3 separate regions of the Canis lupus genome follow, and all the other regions are linked to region 3. Evidence: chromatin contacts called from public Hi-C data. All regions are on one chromosome and are shown on one strand. The core of a region is the stretch at or near the end of the contact, and the rest is flanking DNA. Distances in the headings are between cores, read along the strand shown. Region 1 holds the start of MPZL1 (myelin protein zero-like protein 1). Region 2 holds the start of MPC2 (mitochondrial pyruvate carrier 2). Region 3 overlaps MPZL1 (myelin protein zero-like protein 1).

Region 1 (4,003 bases), core at 934-3,433, 70 kb after region 3:
ATGTTTGCTGAATAACTGTATCTGGATCAAATTCAGGAAGGTCTTCTATCAAAGTGGACTGCTATAGACACTATCCACAACCAGGAAAAGACAATTTGGCAAGAGGAAGCATTTGATAGTTTCCCAAAATTAAGCAGTAGCATTAGTGGCTGATTTTCATCTGTCAACATTCATTTTTCCTTACTGAAGAGCCGGGCCCATCCAAGGTGTTTGTAGTTATTATTCTGATGGTCTTTTCATATTAATATCCATTAATATTCAGTATGTCAGTTCTGCTGCTTCTAGGACCTAGAGTCAGTAGCAATGTCTGAACTTTCCTAATTATTCTGTCTGACACACACAAGATTTCTCATAAACCTTATGTTTAGGCTATTTCCTACCGGTTAACTTAAAACACAAATACTGGCACCATCACCAACAAGAAACTTTTAACCTTTTTTCCCTCAGAACAGACATTTATACAGAATAGACTCTGACTTATGTAAACACCGTATATCTTCATCTGTCAACCTCTAGAAGGTGAGGGCTTTTACCTTTACACCTCACCACCTCTGGAATCACCGGTTAAATAATAGTTTTCCTGGTCCCAAAGACTACACTAAGGACTTTTCTATGAGAGAAATTACTGAGTAAACTTGTATTCAGCCACTGTGATGCAACTGACATTTTGGGAAACAAAAGAAAGGAAAAAGTCTACGTGGTTTCTTAGGAGTTGGCCTTCTTTATAGCCATTACTTAACCGCACTCTGAAACAGCAACAAGTCCTCGGCTTTGAACAGCACAATGTCCTATGGCCAACACCACTTCAGATGTCCATAAAACAACTCATCCAATGCAATAAATCGAGCCTGAGGTTTACCTTAAGTTGACCCATGAAATTTGGCAAGAAAGAAAGGTCATTTAGAAAAAAAAAAAAAAAGGAAAAATGAGCTTTTTAATGTCTGGTGTCTTGTCAAACCGTGGTGACTCTGTCTGGAATCATTAGGGATTTGACCAAATTCTTTTTAAGCCCGGTCATTTCAGTGCTATTCCCAGTGCAACCCAGAAGTAATGCAGATGTACTGTCGGTATGGGTGCTCGGCGGCTAGAGGCGAGACCCAGGAGATTGCAGGACTCCTCGATCCCGGAGGCTTACAAAATGCACTGGAGAGCATTCGAAATGGAGTTTACAGGCTCAAAGAGGACGTGCGTTTAGAACGAGGACACAAGCCAACAAAGGCCCTGCGAAAGCAAACCCTGCGACCTTCCTTCCTCCGCCGCCTTCCTGAGGTGGGAAAGGTCGGGAACCCCGGGTTCCCGAACCGGAATCCAGCGGGCCGGGGCACCCCCGGGGCACAGGCGGGGAAGGCGGGCGACCCCGCGCAGGCTCCAGGCAGCCACCCGGCAGCGCCCCCAGGAGGGAGCAAGGTGGGGAGCTCGCCCCTCCTCCCGCACACGCAGGGACCGGGAAGAAGGAAAACCAGGCGCTCCCCAACCGCGCGCGCCCTCCAGGCCCCGGAGCGCGCAGGCCGCGCCCCCTCCCCGCCTCGGCGGCCGCCGCGAGGAGGAGGAGGAGGGGGAGGGCGCCGGCCCCGGGAGGCCCCGCCGCCCCGCCGCCCCGGCCGCGGCGTCCGCATCACTCACACAGCCCGAGCACCGCCGCCAGCACCAGCCACGGCCAGCGCCTGCGGGCTGCGGCTGCAAGCACGGCCGCGGCTCCCGCGAGTGCTGCCATCGTCCTCCCAACGCCGCCGCCGCCGCCGCCGCCGCCGCGCCTCTGGGCCGCCGGCCCCACTGCACCCCGCTCGGCTCGCGGGAGGAACCTCGGCCTCGCTGCTGCAGCCGCCCGCGCCCGCGCCCGCGCCCGCGCCCGCGCCCGCTGGCACCTCCACGCCGCGCTCCCCGCCGCTGGCCCCCGCGGCAGTCCCCGCCCCGCGCCCGCGCCCGCCCCCGCGGCCCGCTCATTGGCCCGCCCCGCGGCCTCGGGAGGACGCCATTGGAGGACGCCGCCTGTCCATCACCCCCCGTCCGGAGGGCCCGGCCCCCCGGTCCCACCCAGGCTCCTTCTCCGGGCGCTGGAGGCCGGGGTCTCCCGAGGGCTGGGCTCCTGCCGCCGGGCGCTCTGCCCGCCTGGGGGTCCGCCTGTCCCGCGGACCGGCCGCCGTCTCCTCTGCCTCGGAGGTCCAGTCCCGCAGATCCCTCCATAGTCCCTCCTCTTTGCCGGCTCCGTTCTCGCCTCGGTGTCAGCCCTTCTAGGTTTCTCGGAGCCTCACCTAAAGAAAAAGCAGCGCTCCCTTTACAAAGGGGGAAAAAAAAAAAAATGAGAATGACGATGGGATGATTCAGTCGTCCACATGGAACACATCTCCCGCCTTGCCGCTTGCAAGGCTTGTCCTTCGCCTGGACTAGGTAATTTATGTGTTGCAATTTGAGAAATCAGCCAGCTTGAAATGAAGTCTCCATCTTGCCCCAATCTCCTTTTAGGAGTGAGTCCTTTTTTCGGCTTAAGAAAGGCTGGACTGGGGCCTCTTACCTACTACCTGGAACACAAATGAATGTGCTTTTTAGTTTGTTTTGCTTTTGCGGACAAAATGTCCCTTGATGTGTCGATTAAAATTGGAATGGGAAATTCCTGGTCCTGAAGTGCCTTGGCTGACTCTGCTCAGCTTGGCTACCTGGGCCCAGAGTGTGTCCCCTGCTCACTCACTGGTTGCCCGGTGAATGCTGAAGAGGGTTTGGAAGTGTCCTTATGAGAACACCCTGCAAAAGGCACACCAGGGGGAGGGACAGGATGAGAGCGAGCGAAGAAAGGGAAAAATCCAGGTGGGAGGCCGGTAGAGTCAAGGAAGGAACAAAATGTAGACCATTTGGACAAGAGTAGGGGAAGAGTCTGGAGAACACCCAAATGTAACCCTCTCATTTCAGGGTTCTGTCTGAAGTCAATTTTAGACAAATTGATATTTTTGCTGTTTTAGCCTACTAGCCTCGTAAGCAAACTCTTAATCATTAGGAGTAGGGAGAGAAAATGAAAAAAGCATGACAACCATTGTGCCCTATTTTTCTCAGCAAGATCCTTAAGAAATGTGCCTGGAATGTATCATAGGTTGGATAGAATACAAAGTGTTAAGTGACTACTATGTGTTATAGATGTAGAACACCTAGACTTTTCTCTAAAGAAGCACATAATCTACCGCTGTAGACAAACAGGTGCTAAATTTTTTAAAATCCTTGAAGAGAAGGGCAAATAAAGGTAAAACCCAAGACCAACAAGGACATTAGCTCTCAAAGTCCCATGTAATGCTACAAGTTTCTCTGACTGATATACCTCCAACACACATACCTTCCTCTTCTGAGAGCCCCTGGCCCAATTGGTGTGTGGGAAAGATGCACAAAGGATGTAGAATTTGAGGTGGTCTTTCTTTTTTTAAAAAAGATTTCCAAAAAATTTCAGTAAGAGAGCAACAGGACTGAGTATCAATTGGGTGGGAAGTCTGATCAAGAGAAAAGAATTCAGAAAGACAGATGTGACCTCCAATTCTAGCCTGAGTGGAAAATGATGCTACCAGACAACCAGAACTAAAAGCCAAGGAAGAGAAGCTGGTCTGCGAGGACAGCTGACAAGCTGGACCATGAACAGAGCTTAAAATGCTGACAGCACCCCACGGACAACCAGAAGGCAGCTGGCTGCCGGGGTCTGCAGCCCCAGGAAACCTCAGAAGGACTACCTGGAACCTGCAAGGTGCTCCACCAGAAACATTGGACCATCAGTCTCATGTCAGTAGAATGTCCTTCCCTTCAAGTATTTGATGTAAAGGAAGCATCATTTTCTTGGAAGAGTCAGAGGGCTTGGTCAGTCTGGCATTGGTTGCTATTGGGCCTCCCTAGGGACTCCTGGATGACACCCAGATATGGCTATTCCCAGACTGAGCACCTCTTGGTTCCCTAGCTTCAGGCCCCAGCCAGCTTCTCCCCTTGCATCTCCCTGGGGATCTTCGGATCTTCTCCAGTCCCCCATACCTGCATG
Region 2 (3,943 bases), core at 514-3,013, 130 kb before region 3:
CAAATAAAAAAGAACAAAGTGGCGCTGGAGAGACGGCAGAGGAAGAAACCAAAAAAGACCCTTAACTCAAAACGTCCACTTTCAAGATCCTGGACTGTTTGAGCTAGCTCAGCTTGACCCAGAATCCTCATATAACCAATTTACCCAAAACGGGGGGGAAAAAAAAAAAAAAAAGTGGAATACTGTTCCCTCAAGTATTGAAGGTTGTTTTTAGAAAGCTTAACTAAGAAACCGTAAATGCCAAGTGTGTTTTACAGGGGTGGGAAGAGGAACATGAAACCCTACACCTCCTGAAAGCGGTCAAAACGAACTGAAGAGCACAGGGGAACCGGGGAAGCGCGCGGGGGTGGGGAGAGCTCGGCTATCACTTTTGGGCTTTGGCTGGGCGCCGCACCACAGTTTACGCCGAGTCCGTGTGGTGCACGAAGTCCCTCAAGGTGGCCGCCGCGCCGCGGCCGACACCCCAGCCCTCCGAAGACTGAGAGGAGGCGAGTGCTGTCAACAAAAACTTAGTCCTTCGGCGGAGCGGGGAGAGCGCTGGAGGGGAGCACAAGCGCCAACTTTGGCTCCAAACGAAGCAGCTCCGGGAGGCTGGGCAAGTCTTCTCCCGAACCGCACTCCACACGCGCCCCCAACACCTTTCCCGGCCAGTAGCGTCTGCCGCCCACCCGGCCCCCTGAGGGAAACCCAGCAAGGGCGGCGGCCGGCAGCACGCAAGGGGGCTTGGCCGTGGGAGGACACCCGCACCGGGGGCGCCAGCCAACGTCCACCCAGCACCCCGGGGTCTCCGGGGCGGCCCCGCCGAGGCGCTTCCCCACCAACAGCCCCCGCGGCGCGGCCCCCTCCCCCCCTCTGGGCGGCGACCTCAGCGCCTCCGCCCCCGGGCCCCCGCGCCCCCGCTCACCCAGGTAGCGGCTCCGCAGCCGGGACGGGTCCTCCAGCCCGAGGGACCTTTTCCTCACGTCCCACAACAGGTGTGGGCAGGAGCCACCCCGAGACATGGCTCTGCCGGGCCGGGGTAGAAGGGGAGACCACCGCGTGGGGGAGGGGAGAAGGGGGAGGGGACACCGCGGATCAACACCCGAGCCGCACCGGCACCATCCGCGCGCCGGGCCTCGCGGGCGCTGCGAGTTAGATGGCGGCGGCGCCCTCGCCCCCGAAGCCCGGCCGCGCCCGGGCCGGAGCTCGCCTCATACTCTCCTTCTCAGACTACCCAGAACATCCAGAGATCAGCAACAGTCCCCTCCCTCGGCCCCCCTCCGACAGGAGGAGGAGGAGGCGGAGGCGGCCGCGACTCCTCCCTCTCCTCGTTCTCGACACCCTCCCTTCCAAGCGCTTCTCGCGAGATGACGACCACCCCCGGGGCTGACGCTCGTCTGCGCCACGGCTGACGAGCAGAACCCTAGGAAAGTGGGTTCTGTAGCTAACTCCTTGATTCTCTACGGATAAGTGAGGCATAGAGAGAGGAGGAGCTGAGATGTGAGGTCTCTCAGTCACAAGGCTCATTCCAAGGGAAGCAAGAGCGTTGTGCGGCGTCATCTTTAGTTGGGGCACTGAAGGCCCGGAAAGCCCATTTTAACTGCGGGCTGTCTTAAAGCGGAGGGGGATTAGAGCCCGTGCAGCTTCACTTTCCCTTCTCCAACATGGCCTCGAGGGCAGGAAGGAGAAATTGGAGGTTCGCGCTGGACCCCGCCCGCACCACGAGGCGGGCCAATCACCGTGGGGCGGCCGTGCTTGCGCAGGCGCGCTGCCGCCGGGGCGCCGGGTTGGCGTGGGGAGGCAGTCCTCCAGGCACCTGTTGCCATGACTCCTCCTCCTCCTGGGCAGCGGGAGTGAAGGAGGCGGGCCCGGGGCGGGCCGTCGCTGTATCTCCGCCCCCTCAGTGCTTTCCTGGGTTCTCGCCACCCCTGTGGTTCGCAGGGGGCAGCCTGAGCCGCGGGAAGGGCAACCTCGGAGAGAGGAGGACGCTAGGCGCTGTGGCAGGAGAAAGTGACGAGTGCCCTTCGTTGTCATCCAGGGAGCAGCACGCGGCCGCTCTCCCTCTCGACCGCCCACGACCACTCGTCCGCAGAGATGTCAGCCGCTGGCGCCCGGGGCCTTCGGGCCACCTACCACCGGGTCCTGGATAAAGTGGAGCTCCTGCTGCCGGAGAAATTGAGGCCGCTGTACAACCACCCGGCAGGTAACAGACCCGGAATAGCTCTCAGCGAGACCTTCACTCCCCCCCCCTCGTCGGAAATAGACCTTTAGCGGCCACGGACAACTCCGCCGCTGGAGGTATCGCCCGCAGCCCCAACTACTTCCCTTCAAGCGAGCCCGGTCTCACTTTCCCGTCCTCCCTGCTTTTCACTTTATCTCCTCCAACATCTCTCGTTAAACCTGAGATTATCGATTCTGTGCCCTTCGCGACCTTTGCTGCACCCCATCCCTTAGGCACGACCCACACCCCGGCCCGGGCCTCTGGGTTTGAGCCTTCTCGCTTCCCGCGGCCACAGATCGGCCTGGGCCCCCACGAGATTCTCATTCTCTCCCCTTATCCTCCACGAGTACTGGTGTATATTGATCCACGCGGATCTTGTCGCACCGGTTTGGAGTAAAGGTCACACTTCCCTCAGCTCCAGCTGGCCGAGGCCTGCAGATGCGTTACCCGGGTTTCCGAGTCAGTGTCATACCTAGTCCCATAGATCCAGTTTGTTGAAGGCTGTCCTTTCTGACTGATTCTCCCTAGACTTTTTCATGTGGGCAGACCCGGATTTAATTCTGTTGTGCCTCTTACTATGTAGCTGTGACCTTGGGCGAAATCCTAGATAGTTTAGTCCCTGTAAAATCTGCTCAGTGTGAGAATTAAAGATAACATGCGTTTGAGTCTTCATAAATGCCTAACAAGTGTTAGCTCTCACTTGTCCTGCTGGAAAACACTGTTCTTGTGGCTGAAAAAAAAAAATAGTATAAGAAACTGGAAGATCCCAATCCTTCCAACTCTTCAAGACCTAGAGTTTTGTTACCTCTTCTATAAAACGGGCGGTAATATTACTTGGCTGGTAACTAAAACCCGAGGTACTGAGGTCTATTTCAAGCTTAAAATTTAGTGAATGAGAAAATATGTTACAAATTGAAAGGTTGAAGTGCACCCCAAAAGTGACTCTTTTTTCCTTCCTCTGCAGTTGGCATCGTTAGGAAAGTTGTCTTTTCTCCACACGTTTGACTAGGAAGGAGCTCTCTGGAGTCTGAGATGGTTCCTGACTCTGATTTCCAGTTTGATAATGAAATGATGAATAGTATAATACTTTACTAAAATACAAAATAAATATTATACTTAAGTATTATATTGTTTACTGCAGTATCATACCCATTATAAAATTAGTCTTTAGGAAATTTATTTAGTTTATTTGCCTTTTAGGTTTTTTTAACCCTCAGTTTTTTGGAATTGTGCTGTGTTTGGTGACAAAGATTTTCAGGAGGGAGAGTTGAGCAATGCTTCTGTAGTAATCTGGGTTTTAGAGTCAACTGAATTCTATAGAGTCAACTTTGACCCTCTTCAGCTTTGTATTTGGGCTGTAGGATAAGGACAGGGCAGAGGAGGATCATTTTAAACTACTTTAATACAGAAGTGGAGGTTAGTTTTATAGTGATCTTTTCTGGGGTCTTGGCTTTAACCACTTATAATTATTGCTTTAGTCATCTTTGAGAATCAAGAGGATTTACCTTTCATTTGTAGACTGTGCACTTCATCTGGGTATTCTTGGATTAGTTCAGTTATTGTAACCCCATTTTCAGAGTAGGGGAAGAATAGGCTCTGTATGGCTTCAGAGCCTGTTCTGCTTTTAAGGTTTAAATCTTGGCTATGTGACCTTGATCTTAAAGCCCCCAAGCCTTATTTTTCTGATTTATAAAATGGGGATAGTAATTATTATCATTTAAGGATTGTTGTGAAAATTAAATG
Region 3 (4,496 bases), core at 1,971-4,470:
GCCCATCAAAGAATGTAGGGGTGAACTGACCTGTTTTGGGGTTTGTTTTAAAATGATTCAGAAAAGAGGAAAAAGAAGAAAGGAGTGGATGAAGCTATCACTGAGGACAGATATGTGGAAGTGGATTTTACTATTCTCTTTTGTGCCTGTTTGAAATTCATTCTAAAATATCTTGAATACACAGGAAGATGTGTGTGTGTGGGAACCTATCATAAAAACAGATGGTCAGTTATTTACACCACCTACACCAGCGCTACAAATGCCACCTTCCTCCTCTGCGAGAATGTTCCCTCAGCAGTCACGGGCAGGTAGGAGGAATAAGCCATTGGTTCCTATTTCCAACCTGGTTAGCACTGGAATCACTCAGAAGGATCAGCTTTAAGGGGGTAAGAAAGTATCTGAGGTTTCCTCTTCAATACTGCCAAACCAGCCCACTTGGGGCTGTGGCTGCCCTCAGAGGTAACAAGTATGTATTTGGTTGGCATGTTCCCCATGCAGCTTGGAAGCCAGGGCCCCAGCAGGAGGAAACTCCCCAGTACTCAGTTCCCAATCCAGAGGAACCACAGAAAACCTGTCACTTCCCAGTACTCTGCCTTCGTGTCCTGGGGGAAGTGTCTCTCTTCTTGCCACATCACACATGAGGGATACGGTTCATGTGAGATCCACATACACAGGCGGTCCTGCCAGCCTTAATGTCTCCTCTCCCACTCAAGAAAGCATGAAGTTATGCAAGCCAGGAGCTTGTGCATCCATGATAATTCATAAAATTAATAAAGCACTAGAAAACATCACTGCTTATTAGTAAGACATTATTTCTGACACAGCTCTCAACAGACTGTCATCATAATGTCTTCCAAACCGAGGTTAAGACCCCTGGGCCTCTGTGTCTCTACCATCTATACAACCACCTCCCTCACTTGACCCCCATGTAGCTCTGAAGAACATAGGAAACTTTTTACAGGCATGTAGCACATTTATTTGAATAAGGAAGAAGTTCAATTTATTTCTTTTGGTGAGATAGGCCACAGGGCACGGTGTTTAAGAACAAGGAGTGGGATCAAGTAGCCCCAGACCCAGCCTTGCCTCTCTGGACCTTATTAGCTGAGTGACCTTTGGTGAGTTATATACTCTAAGCATGACACAGTCTTTCTAAAAGTGAGTTTAAGATTAGTACAACTAGGGATCCCTGGGTGGCGCAGCGGTTTGGTGCCTGCCTTTGGCCCAGGGTGTGATCCTGGAGACCTGGGATTGAATCCCACATCGGGCTCCCTGCATGGAGCCCGCTTCTCCCTCTGCCTGTGTCTCTCCCTCTCTCTCTCTCTCTCTCTCTCTCTCTGTGACTATCATGAATAAATAAATAAAATCTCTAAAAAAAATTAAAATAAAATAAAAGATTAGTACAACTAGCCTAAACTCATAATGCTATAGAGTAAGAAATGTAGTGCCTGGCACACAGCAAGGATTGATTAATTGATCGATTGATTTTTTATATTTTAAATTGTTTTAATTGGAGTTCGATTTGCCAACATTTAGTCTAACACCCAGTGCTCATCCCAAGTGCCCCCCTCAGTGCCCGTCACCCAGTCACCCCAACCTCCTGCCCACCTCCCTTTCCACTACCCCTTGTAGGAGACACCTAACTCTTGTTTCCCAGAGTTAGGTGTCTACACAGCAAGGATTTAGTAGCTATTAGCTATTACTGTTAATTCCCCTGTTGCCCCGACTCTGTGGCAGGTCCTTGAAGAGCTTTGTCTTGTTCATTTATTTCCTCATGCTTAGCACACTTGCCTGGCACAGGATAGTTCCCAATATATATGTGGTGAATTAATTACATCCACCATCCAACCAGTCAACACCTGCTGAGCCCCTGCTAAGTACCAGGTACTATTCTGTGTGCTAAAGATGGAGCAGTGAACAAGACAGAAAGGTCTGGTGCTTAACTCCAACAGGGAAAAACAGACAAGCACATGGGTAGAGGGATAGAACAGTTAAACAGAGAAGAACAGAGTGGAATTAAGGGGGCTTGGGAGAGCCAGTGGAGGGGGTGAGGTTGCTCTTTTATATATGGCAGGTCTCTCTCAGAGAGGGACCTCTGAGCAGAGACTTAACAGGTGCCCACTGCGTGCTCTGGGCAGAGGGGATGGCAGGTGCAAAGGGCCTGAAGCCGGCAATGCGTGGTGTTTCTGAAGAATGAGGAGGACAGTGCCACCCGAGTGGGATGAATGAAAACACTTTTATCTCTTTTTCTACTTGGTTAAAAATGAGCATACAACACAACTCAGTAATTGAAAAAGATGTATTAAAACATTCACAAAAGTACAACAATTTTGAAGAAGAAAAAACAAAAAACTAATAATGAACTTGATGGTTTTTTCCCTAGCTGGATACATTTCCACTGAAAACCTACAGGTGGTTTGGGATTTTCACCTCTAAGAAATTCCTTCTAGGTGGCCCCTTATCACACACAATTTTAAGAGGTCTCATTCTGCCAACGATTAGGGAGAGGGCCGTTCCGCCACCCGGAAAGCAGACCCCACTGTTGTCATCCGTGGCCAGGCAGGGGAACACTGGGACGAGGCGACAGAAGGGACCAAAAAGCCCAGAGGAGGCCAGGAAAAGGCCCCGACCCCGGGCGCTCCGCCCCAGCTGCGCGACCGCAGCCAGGAGGTCCTGCCGCCAGGTGCCCGGCTGGGGGCGGGGCGGGGCGAGCCGGCAGGGGGCGCCCGAGGGCGCGCTGGGCGGGGCCGGGCTGCAGGCCCGGGCGAGGGAGGCCAATCGGGAGGCATTAGGGCCGCGTGCTGTGGTCGGGGACCCGGGGAAAGGACGCCCCTTTTCTCGGTAAAAAGTGCCTGTCAGTTAACGTGACACCTATAAAGGGACGCACTCGGGCTCGGGCGGCCGCGCGAGGCGGAGGCGGAGGCGCAGCAAGGACAGCGCGACCCGGTCACCGCCCCTCCCCGCAGAGGCGCCTGCGCTGCTCGGAGCGGGCGCTGGAGTCCTGGGGGGCAGGGCAGAGCCGCCGCTTGGCTGCAAGGTCTCGGGGAGCCCTGGGCGCCCCCGCGGGCGCGGGGCCTGAGCTCGGCCTGGCGGCCCTGCTTGCCTCCTCCGGGCAGCCGGGCCCGGACCCCGCCCCGACCCCCGCGAGCTGGGGGGCAGCGGAGCCGCCACCACCAAGGGCTCCTCGGGAAATAAAAGTCCGCGTGGACGGACGGACAGCTGGACGGACGGACGGACGGGAGGCCGGTTCCGAGGCGCACGCGCCCTGGCTGTTTTGCCCCCGCGTGCACACCTTCACCTGCGCGCCCTTCGGGGTGGGGGGCGCCCGGGGAGTCCCGCCTCAGCCCCCCCCCCCCGGGAGGAAGGCGAGCACCACCGGGTGTGCTCTGCGACCAGCAGGTCAGCGTCCTCGCCCTCGCCCTACCCCTACCGGGGGCTTTCACGTCCTCTTAAGCGGAAAAAAAATTCTGTTACAACCAAGTCATCCAGAAAGGGGGTAATGACCATATAAATGTTTGGTGACCTTCACCATGTTTTTCACTCCCAGTAAAAGATAAAAACTCCTAAGCTTGAGATGGGGTAAGGAGGGTAGTCAGTGGAAGAAAATGAACTCTTGGAAGGAATATCCAAACTTTTCCTCCTCTCGTTGTCTACCAATTCGACACAATGGGAAAAAGTGAAGGGAAAAAAAAAGGTAAAAACAAAAAAGGGAAATAAAATCAAAAGAACCCTATCCAAAACTCCAAAACAGTAAGACAAAGTAGAAGTGCTAATAACCCTCCCTGCTGATTAAAAAAAAAAACAAGACAACAACAAAAAACCCTAGACTATCCTTAACCTTTGAGGCGCCCTGAAGCTATTACAGAGCCATGACTAATGCTTCTTGCCAGAATCACCACGGAACCCTCTATAAAGAGGACTCTCTAGAGAGGGCTCTGAGACGCTACAGGCTGGCTTTGTAATTATCCCATTTGTGCCTACTTAAAAGGAAATAAAACTCCTCTCCTTTGGCTGTATGGGGACCCTTATTTCAAGCAGGAAGGTCTTAGGCAAAGACTGTAAGGGTACCTTTTACTCCCCAAATGGTACAGTACTCAAGCAAGGCTGGGATTCCTACTTCAATTATGTATATGGTATTGATCTAAAAAGTACCTAGAAAGACGTGACCTTGGCATTTATCCTTTGCTGGTCTTGCTAGGACGAATCCACAAACTGATAAGACAAATGGTTTAACATTAACGTCGGTCTCACAACATTATAAAAGCAAAAAACCCGCCCTGTATTTTAGAGGAAAAAAAACCACTCACAAAAACTTCTCAAACTGGGTTCAAGCGGCACAGCTAATGGAGGCTTTCTAAAACCTACAGCCAAATAGGTGGTGCTGACACTGGGTTAGAGGCCGCCCTGGACACACTTCCATCTGTGTCTCCACTCTCCAACCACGATAAATGCTAAGACTGGTTAAGCCCTTAGATAAAAGGGCCATGTCTACTGGAATA

What was found. A called contact is a pair of places that touch in the nucleus more often than the background predicts.
Region 1: a contact with region 3 is called in a Hi-C map of blood, with 2.3 times the contacts expected there. The contact joins the promoter of MPZL1 here to the enhancer-like site in region 3. A contact is called at or near these places in 2 of 9 Hi-C or Micro-C datasets (amygdala and blood).
Region 2: a contact with region 3 is called in a Hi-C map of blood, with 4 times the contacts expected there. The contact joins the promoter of MPC2 here to the enhancer-like site in region 3. A contact is called at or near these places in 3 of 9 Hi-C or Micro-C datasets (amygdala and blood).

Annotation. Positions count from the first base shown.
Region 1 is chr7:30,667,704-30,671,706 of UU_Cfam_GSD_1.0, forward strand. MPZL1 (myelin protein zero-like protein 1) reads right to left here and starts at 2,184. Exons shown (of 7, transcript XM_038541800.1): 1 at 2,035-2,184; 2 at 1,624-1,960. The coding sequence starts at 2,184.
Region 2 is chr7:30,470,620-30,474,562 of UU_Cfam_GSD_1.0, forward strand. It overlaps MPC2 (mitochondrial pyruvate carrier 2), which reads left to right and starts at 1,764. Exons shown (of 5, transcript XM_038542635.1): 1 at 1,764-2,182. The coding sequence starts at 2,074. DCAF6 (DDB1- and CUL4-associated factor 6) reads right to left here and starts at 1,296. Exons shown (of 23, transcript XM_038542619.1): 1 at 905-1,296. The coding sequence starts at 1,001.
Region 3 is chr7:30,596,406-30,600,901 of UU_Cfam_GSD_1.0, forward strand. MPZL1 (myelin protein zero-like protein 1) reads right to left here. Exons shown (of 7, transcript XM_038541800.1): 7 at 2,279-4,496. Among named protein-coding and RNA genes, the nearest start is that of MPZL1, 71 kb to the right of the region's middle. Within about 2 kb of position 3,221, at least 12 of the 20 cell types and tissues checked have an H3K27ac peak or open chromatin away from gene starts, as enhancers often do. A contact at or near this core is called in blood, where this site is marked.